2 separate regions of the Ovis aries genome follow, and region 2 is linked to region 1. A link is a contact called in public Hi-C data. All regions are on one chromosome and are shown on one strand. Each heading gives the region's core, a stretch centred on a gene start, on an enhancer-like site or on the middle of the called end of the contact. The rest is flanking DNA. Distances are from core to core; before and after follow the strand shown. Region 1 overlaps RERE (arginine-glutamic acid dipeptide repeats). Region 2 overlaps RERE (arginine-glutamic acid dipeptide repeats).

Evidence for each region. Hi-C and Micro-C count contacts between places; a contact is called where the count stands out from the background.
Region 2: a contact with region 1 is called in a Hi-C map of hypothalamus, with 3 times the contacts expected there. The contact joins two enhancer-like sites.

The regions. Positions count from the first base shown.
Region 1 is chr12:44,077,593-44,080,997 of ARS-UI_Ramb_v3.0, forward strand. The region is part of intron 1 of RERE (arginine-glutamic acid dipeptide repeats); the gene reads left to right. Among named protein-coding and RNA genes, the nearest start is that of RERE, 96 kb to the left of the region's middle. Within about 2 kb of position 1,634, at least 6 of the 54 cell types and tissues checked have an H3K27ac peak or open chromatin away from gene starts, as enhancers often do. A contact at or near this core is called in hypothalamus, where this site is marked.
Region 2 is chr12:44,329,583-44,332,987 of ARS-UI_Ramb_v3.0, forward strand. The region is part of intron 11 of RERE (arginine-glutamic acid dipeptide repeats); the gene reads left to right. Among named protein-coding and RNA genes, the nearest start is that of TRNAE-CUC, 67 kb to the left of the region's middle. Within about 2 kb of position 1,784, at least 36 of the 54 cell types and tissues checked have an H3K27ac peak or open chromatin away from gene starts, as enhancers often do. A contact at or near this core is called in hypothalamus, where this site is marked.

The sequences.
Region 1 (3,405 bases), core at 384-2,883:
CTCCTTAAAAGGCTTGCTCAGGTGTCATTTCGCTCAGGTGTCCTAGCTTGAGCACCTAGCTTGAGCACTGTTTTTAATGTGGTAGCTGGCGTGCTGCCCCCTGCACACTCTTCATCTTCCTTAGCTTGCTCTAAGGTTTTTCTTCCTTATTAGCTCATTGGGTACACTGTAGTATATCTGTGGGTCCTTTGTTTCCCCCTGCAGAACATGTGGCCAGGACTCTCTTTTTGTTTTGTTCACAGGTGTGTTCCAAATGCTTGTTAAGAACAGTGTCAGTTCGATACATTTTTGTTGAATGATTAGAGCATCTGACCCATAGTAGGCTCAGTAGTTTTTTTTTTTTATGGCATGAATAAAATATTTAGGAAATTTGGGAATACAAAAAATGAATAAAACATGCTTTATGCCCTTAAGTATTTCCAGTTAGCAGTGGAGACCAATATGTAAGAAAATAACTTTAAACCTGTGAGAATTGTAGCAGTAGAATATGTGGAGGGTAAAGAGGTGGCATTAAGTTGTGGTTAACTCGCTGGGGGTGGAGATACTTCAAAATCAGTGCCCCTGAAAGGGATGAGTCTAAATTTAAAAGCCTTAGCCATGCAGGAACCTGCATAAACTCAGAACTTGTTTGTCCAATGTGAAATGAGGAGGAAGATTCCTAACATCAAGATTACTATTTTATTTTTTGTTTTTAAAGAGTAAGATTAGTAATAGTCTCCTCTTGGAGAAGGATCTCATAGAAATTTTCAAGTGCATAGTTTTTTCCTGGGCAAGTTATTAACCAGAGTGCTTCTCTACACAACATTCACCAATTCTTGGTTCCTTTCCCCGTTTCATTCTGTACTTTCCAAGCCTTAGTTATTTCAAGCAATTGATCAGTCAATAAGTATTTATTTGTTAAAAACTCACCTAGGTATGGGTGGAAATTGCTTTGTTGTTGTTCAGTCGCTCAGTCAGGTCCGACTCTTTGCAGCCCCTTGGACTGCAGCACACCAGGTTTCCCTGTCCTTCTTCATCTCCCAGAGCTTGCTCAGACTTGTGTCCATTGAGTTGATGATGCCATCCAACCATCTTGTTGCTTACTGGAAATACATTGATCTCATTAAAACAACAACAAAGTCCTTGGCCAATTAATTGTGTGCCTTACCCCCACCAAGGGTACACATTTAAATAAATAAGTGTTTTAGAAAAAAAATCAGGGCTTTTAATCCATTAATGATAGATAGGCCTGCTTTTACTAGTCCAGAGGAAATGGAAAATTATTTGAATACAGTACTTGTGACTCTGTAGAAGCCCTTTCTTTGGTAGACACATCTTATCTCTAGCTTGAAGCAGATGGCATATCTCCATTGTTTGTTCCTCTGTGTTTGTTTTATGTAAACTGGTATTATTTTAATAATTTCATATGTTCTGCTTTGGTAGGTATGTGTAGAGGATTGTCTGTTGGAAATATATCTATCTGCTCCTCCCCTCCTACCTCCTAAGGTGTCTAAATACCCCTTAGGCTTCTTTGGATATTTAGTAATATCTTGAGGACATAAATTGGGAGCACAGAGAATCAGATCACTTAATTTCATCCAGTTCGCTGGCTGGAAGGCTTAGACAATAGCATGTTGAGATTGCTTGCCTCTGTATGCAAGTCTTGTTCCATTGGGATGAGGAGGACTGGGAGGGAGGAGCCAAAGAACAGGCTTCCTACTGAGACAGGGGCTGCCTGTTGTGATCATTGCTTTGCTTGCAGGACCCAGCTGAGTACCTGTCCAGACACTCCTCCTATGTTCAGATAAAGTAGCAGCAGTGGTAACAGAATGAAAAGCAAAATGTTGTCTTTCCTGCCCTCTCTCGCATTCCCCCTCCCCACTTTTACTGAGTAATGTTCTCTGTAAACAAATAATGAATTGCTAACCTCACTGAGCTCCTTGGAAGAAAAGCTATGACAAACCTAGACAGTGTATTAAAAAGGGATGTTACTTTGCCAACAAAGTTCCATATAGTCAGAGCTATGGTTTTTCTAGTAGTCATGTACAGATGCGGGAGTTGTACCATGAAGAAGGCTGAGTGCCGAAGAATTGATGCTTTTGAACTGTGGTGCTGGAGAAGACTCTTGAGAGTCCCTTGGACAGCAAGGAGATCAAACAAGTCAATCCTAAAGGAAATCAGTCCTGAATATTCATTGGAAGGGCTGATGCTGAAGCTGAAGCTCCAGTACTTTGGCAACCTGATATGAAGAGCTAACTCATTGGAAAAGACCCTGATGCTGGGAAAGATTGAGGGCAGGAGGAGAAGGGGATGACAGAGGATGAGATATGAGATAGTTGGATGGTATCACCAACTCAATGGGCATGAATTTGAGCAGACTCTGGGTGATAGTGAAGGACAGGGAAGCCTGGTTTGTTGCAGTCCATGGAGTTGCAAAGAATTGGACACGACTTAGTGACTGAACAACAACCCCCCACTGCAGGAAACGTTGGTTCAGTCTTTGGGTTGGGAAGATCCCCTGGAGAAGGAAATGGCAACCCACTCCAATATTCTTGCCTGGGAATTACATAGACAGAGGAGGCTGGTGGCCTCAGTCCATGGGGTCGCAAAGAGTCAGACATCACTTCGTGACTGAACTGCAATATCACTGATGGGGCAATTTGGGCCCAGGCTGATTGTTTTCATCAGTTTCTTACCAATGAGTCCATGGTGGAGTTTGGGCTCACAAACTCAGTGTTCATTAGAGCATCTCTTGTGGGCCCTGCATTCGGCTCAAGGCTTTGCTTGAATCATTTCATTTCATTGTTGTGATAACTGTATGTAGGAGGTACTGTTATAGTCACATTTTACACATGAGCGTATACTTGCCCAAGATCACTCTGTGAGTGAATTGTGGAGCAAGGACAGTGTTGGCCATCTGACTCCAGAGCTGGCACCTTTCACCATCAGACTAAAGTACCCAAAGACTGGACAGCTTGGTCAAGAGCTGGGGCTGAAATGTTGCCTCCTGCTCTTAGAGGAGCCGTGAGGAGAGAGCCTCACTCACCACTAAGATCCCCTGGAAAAATACCCAGAATTACATCTCACTGCTGGTGAAATGAAAGAACTGTGTTAGCCCCCAGAACTGAAGAAATTTCAGCTGACTTGGTGCCTTGTTGGAGGTCAGAGGTGATTGACTTCCACCATTGCTTTTTTCTCATGAACTCCAAGGCTGTTCTGCTTTTACCCATCCAGCTGGCTTGACTTTCTGAATTTTGCGACTCAAGCACACACAATGTAGTTGGCACAAAGGCAGGTTCTCTGTGAATTACTGGACTCTTTCTCTTGAGTGTGGAAACAGGCCCACTGCCTCAGCTGGTGGGGACTGAAAAGCAGCAGGGGGAGACACTGCATTTTCATCTGACCTTATTTCTTAAGAAAATCTTT
Region 2 (3,405 bases), core at 534-3,033, 250 kb after region 1:
TTTAGTGTTTTGATAACGTTTCCATTGTAATATCACTTTATTTGTTGTTGTTTAGTCCTTCAGTTGTGTCTGATTCTTTTTGTGAATCCATGGACTACAGACCACCAGGCTCTTCTGTCCATGGGATTTCGCAGGCAAGAATACTGCAATGGGTCCCCCTTCAAGGGACTGTCCCGACCCAGGGAGTGAACCCATGTCTCCTGCATTGGCAGGCAATTCTGTACTGCTGGAGCCACCAGGGAAGCCCTCACTTTATTTTAGGCATTTTAAAACTGTTTTTTAAGAGGTTAGCCTTTACCAGACTGCCAGCAGGATCCATGGCACAAAAAAGATGAAGAGCTGTGTTCTGAGTGCTGCCCTTCTCCAAACACTGCACCAGTCAGTTCCCGAAGAGTTCTGGATGATGCAGAGTTTTCAGTGGGACTGTGATGTGAGGTGACTGAGTCGATCCTGCCCCGTAGATGTTTACCATGTTGCATTAGACTTTCAGATTCAGACCTGGTACAGTCAGCCTTCCACACCTGCCGGTTGTGCATCAGTGGGTTCAGCCAACTGTAGATCAAAAATATTCAGGGGAAAAAAATTCCAAACAACTTCCAAAAAGCAAACTTGAATTTTTTGCACACTAGCAACTGTTAACATAGCACTTATATTGTATTACAAGTAATCTGGAGATGATTTAAAGTATAGGGGAGGACATGCATATGTTATAGGCCATTTTCTATAAGAGACTCGAGTATCTGAGGAATTTGATATCCTGGAGGGTTTAGGAACCAGTCCTCTTAGGATGCTGAGGGACAGCTATATCCTCAGGCGCTGTAAGTCAGCTTGCTGCTGCTGCTGCTGCTGCTAAGTCACTTCAGTTGTGTCCAACTCTGTGTGACCCCATAGATGGCAGCCCACCAGGCTCCCTGGTCCCTGGGATTCTCCAGGCAAGAACAATGGAGTTGGTTGCCATTTGCTTCTCCAGTGCATGAAAGTGAAAAGTGAAAGTGAAGTTGTTCAGTCATGTCTGACTCTGCGCGACCCCATGGATTGTAGCCTACCAGGCTCCTCCATCCATGGGATTTTCCAGGCAAGAGTACTGGAGTGGGTTGCCATTTCCTTCTCCAGTAAGTCAGCTTACAGTCGAGCATTGGGGAATCACCACCAACCCTCCCAGCCCAGCCACCAGGGGGCGTGGTTCTCGAGGGTCACTGGCCTTCCTTGCCCTCCCTATTCCACAGTGAGAAATCCATGTGAGAGGGAAAACTTGTCATCTCCGGACTGTGTTTCACAACAACTGAAAATGCTCTTGGTTTTATTATTAAGTAATGTGAGCCTGTGACTGCTCAGTTATTGTTTGGTTTGTTTCTTTTAATTTCTCAACATTCATTATTTTCTTCCCGGAGCTTTCTGCACCAGCTGATTTGCTCCACCCACCAGGTCCCCTGACTGGAAGCTGCAGAGCCGTATTTAGGTCAGGGTTCTTGCATGCTGCTGACTTTATCTCATTTACAGTATCACATTTCTGTTGCCATACACTGTGTGATCTGGACCTCCCCACCACTTTTTAACAATTAGTAATTGAGCAGGAAGTGTGTTTTTATTACAGTGGCCTTTTGATTTTGATTTTACAATCATGTAGTGTTTAGCAGAGAGCAGAGGTGGGGAAGTGGCCCTCTGAAACACATTTTTGACAGAGAGAAGTCTGTTGTTTCAGCCACTTGGCTATCTGTCAGCAGTTCTCAGACTTCCCCCTTGTGTTGGTTGCCTGGCAACCTGGGGCTGGAGCAATCAAACCGTGGCCAGTGCTTTTCCAAGCCCAGACTGGGAGATGATTTATTGGTGGAACAGTAAGAACAGTAAACCCAAGCCTCAGAAATGGATCTTATTTTTTTTTCCTTCTTCTTTTTTAAACCAGGGGTTTATACAAACCACATCAAGAAAAAATATAGAAGAAAAAAATATCAGTTGGAAGGTTTAGTTGTAAAAATTTTTAAGCATAAAATTAAGGCCTGTAGTGAACTTGTCATTCTGTGTCAGCATGTGTATAGGATGATATTTTTATTTAGTTGCACTATTACCCTTTGCTTTCTTTTATTGTACTGTAGCACCGAACATTTTACAATTAACACTTTGGAGAGGGGCAGGGGGCATAAATTAGGATACTTGGGATGTCATTCTACCATGAGAAACCCAGCCCAGGCAATGTTCGTGGCCTTCCAGGGGTCATCTGTGAAGCCTTGATAGGATCAGGCTTGGAACGAGAGCCCACCTTGCCTGATGCCTGTGTCTGTATTGTCTGTCTTCTTATTTAATGCAGTGAGCATAAAATGTGGATCACTCTGCTGCTTATTTTTTCAACATTAGCCGAAAACTCCCAAGACCCTGCATCAGTGTCTGCTGTGTTAGTGGGTCCTTAGATTCGTCCTCCTCTTGCTAAGTGTGGAAGTGATCCACACCAGGGAAAGCTGATGGTGTAGGACAAGTCAGTTCTGAACTTCAGGGGCTTCCTGCTTTCACCTTCTTTGCCCCTTCCTCCTCATTTCTAACTTTGCAGCTTAGAAAATTATCTCATGTTGATTAATGTTTGCTATAGAAGTGAGTGTTAGAGCTCTTTTTGATGGTTCTCCTTCATAAAGTCTCAAATACTTTCCAGTATTGCAAGTGAATGGAGAAGGAAATGGCATCTCACTCCAGTGTTCTTGCCTGGAGAATCCCAGGGACAGAGGAGCCTGGTGGGCTGCCGTCTGTGGGATTGCACAGAGTTGACAGGACTGAAGCGACTTAGCAGCAGCAGCGATGCAAGTGAAGAATATGGGGGGGAGGGGCAGACTGCATGGGGGAGGGGACAGAAGAGCCTCAGCCTGATTTAGCAGGCTAAGCATTTCCTAAGTATTTCTTTGTGTAAGATTTTAAGGAAACTTTGGAACTCAAACCTTACTCTGTTTACAGCCCAGTGGACCCAACCGTGTATGTAAATGTACTATTAGTGTGTTTGTGCTCCATGTAAATGGGGCTTCTCAGGTGGCGCAGTGTTAAAGACTCTGCCTGCTAATGCAGGAGACAGGAGACCTGGGTTTGATTCCTGGGTCAGGAAGATCCCCTGGAGTAGGAAATGGCTGCCCACTCCAGTATTCTTGTTTGGGAAATCCCATGGACAGAGGAGCCTGGCAGGCTACAGTCCATGGGGTTGCAAAGTGTCAGGTGCACACTTTGTGCACACTGAGTGCACACATGGGCACAAGCACACACACACACTCACATACACACATTCCTTGTAAATACTTGGATTAAATCTGTGTGTGTAATTTACACACAGCTGTGTTCACACTCCCTTAACAGCAGTATTTGCAGTGAGAGTGAGGTATCATGGCAGCACTGTTCTAAACAAAAAACCAACAGAGCAGCCCTGGTGTGGGA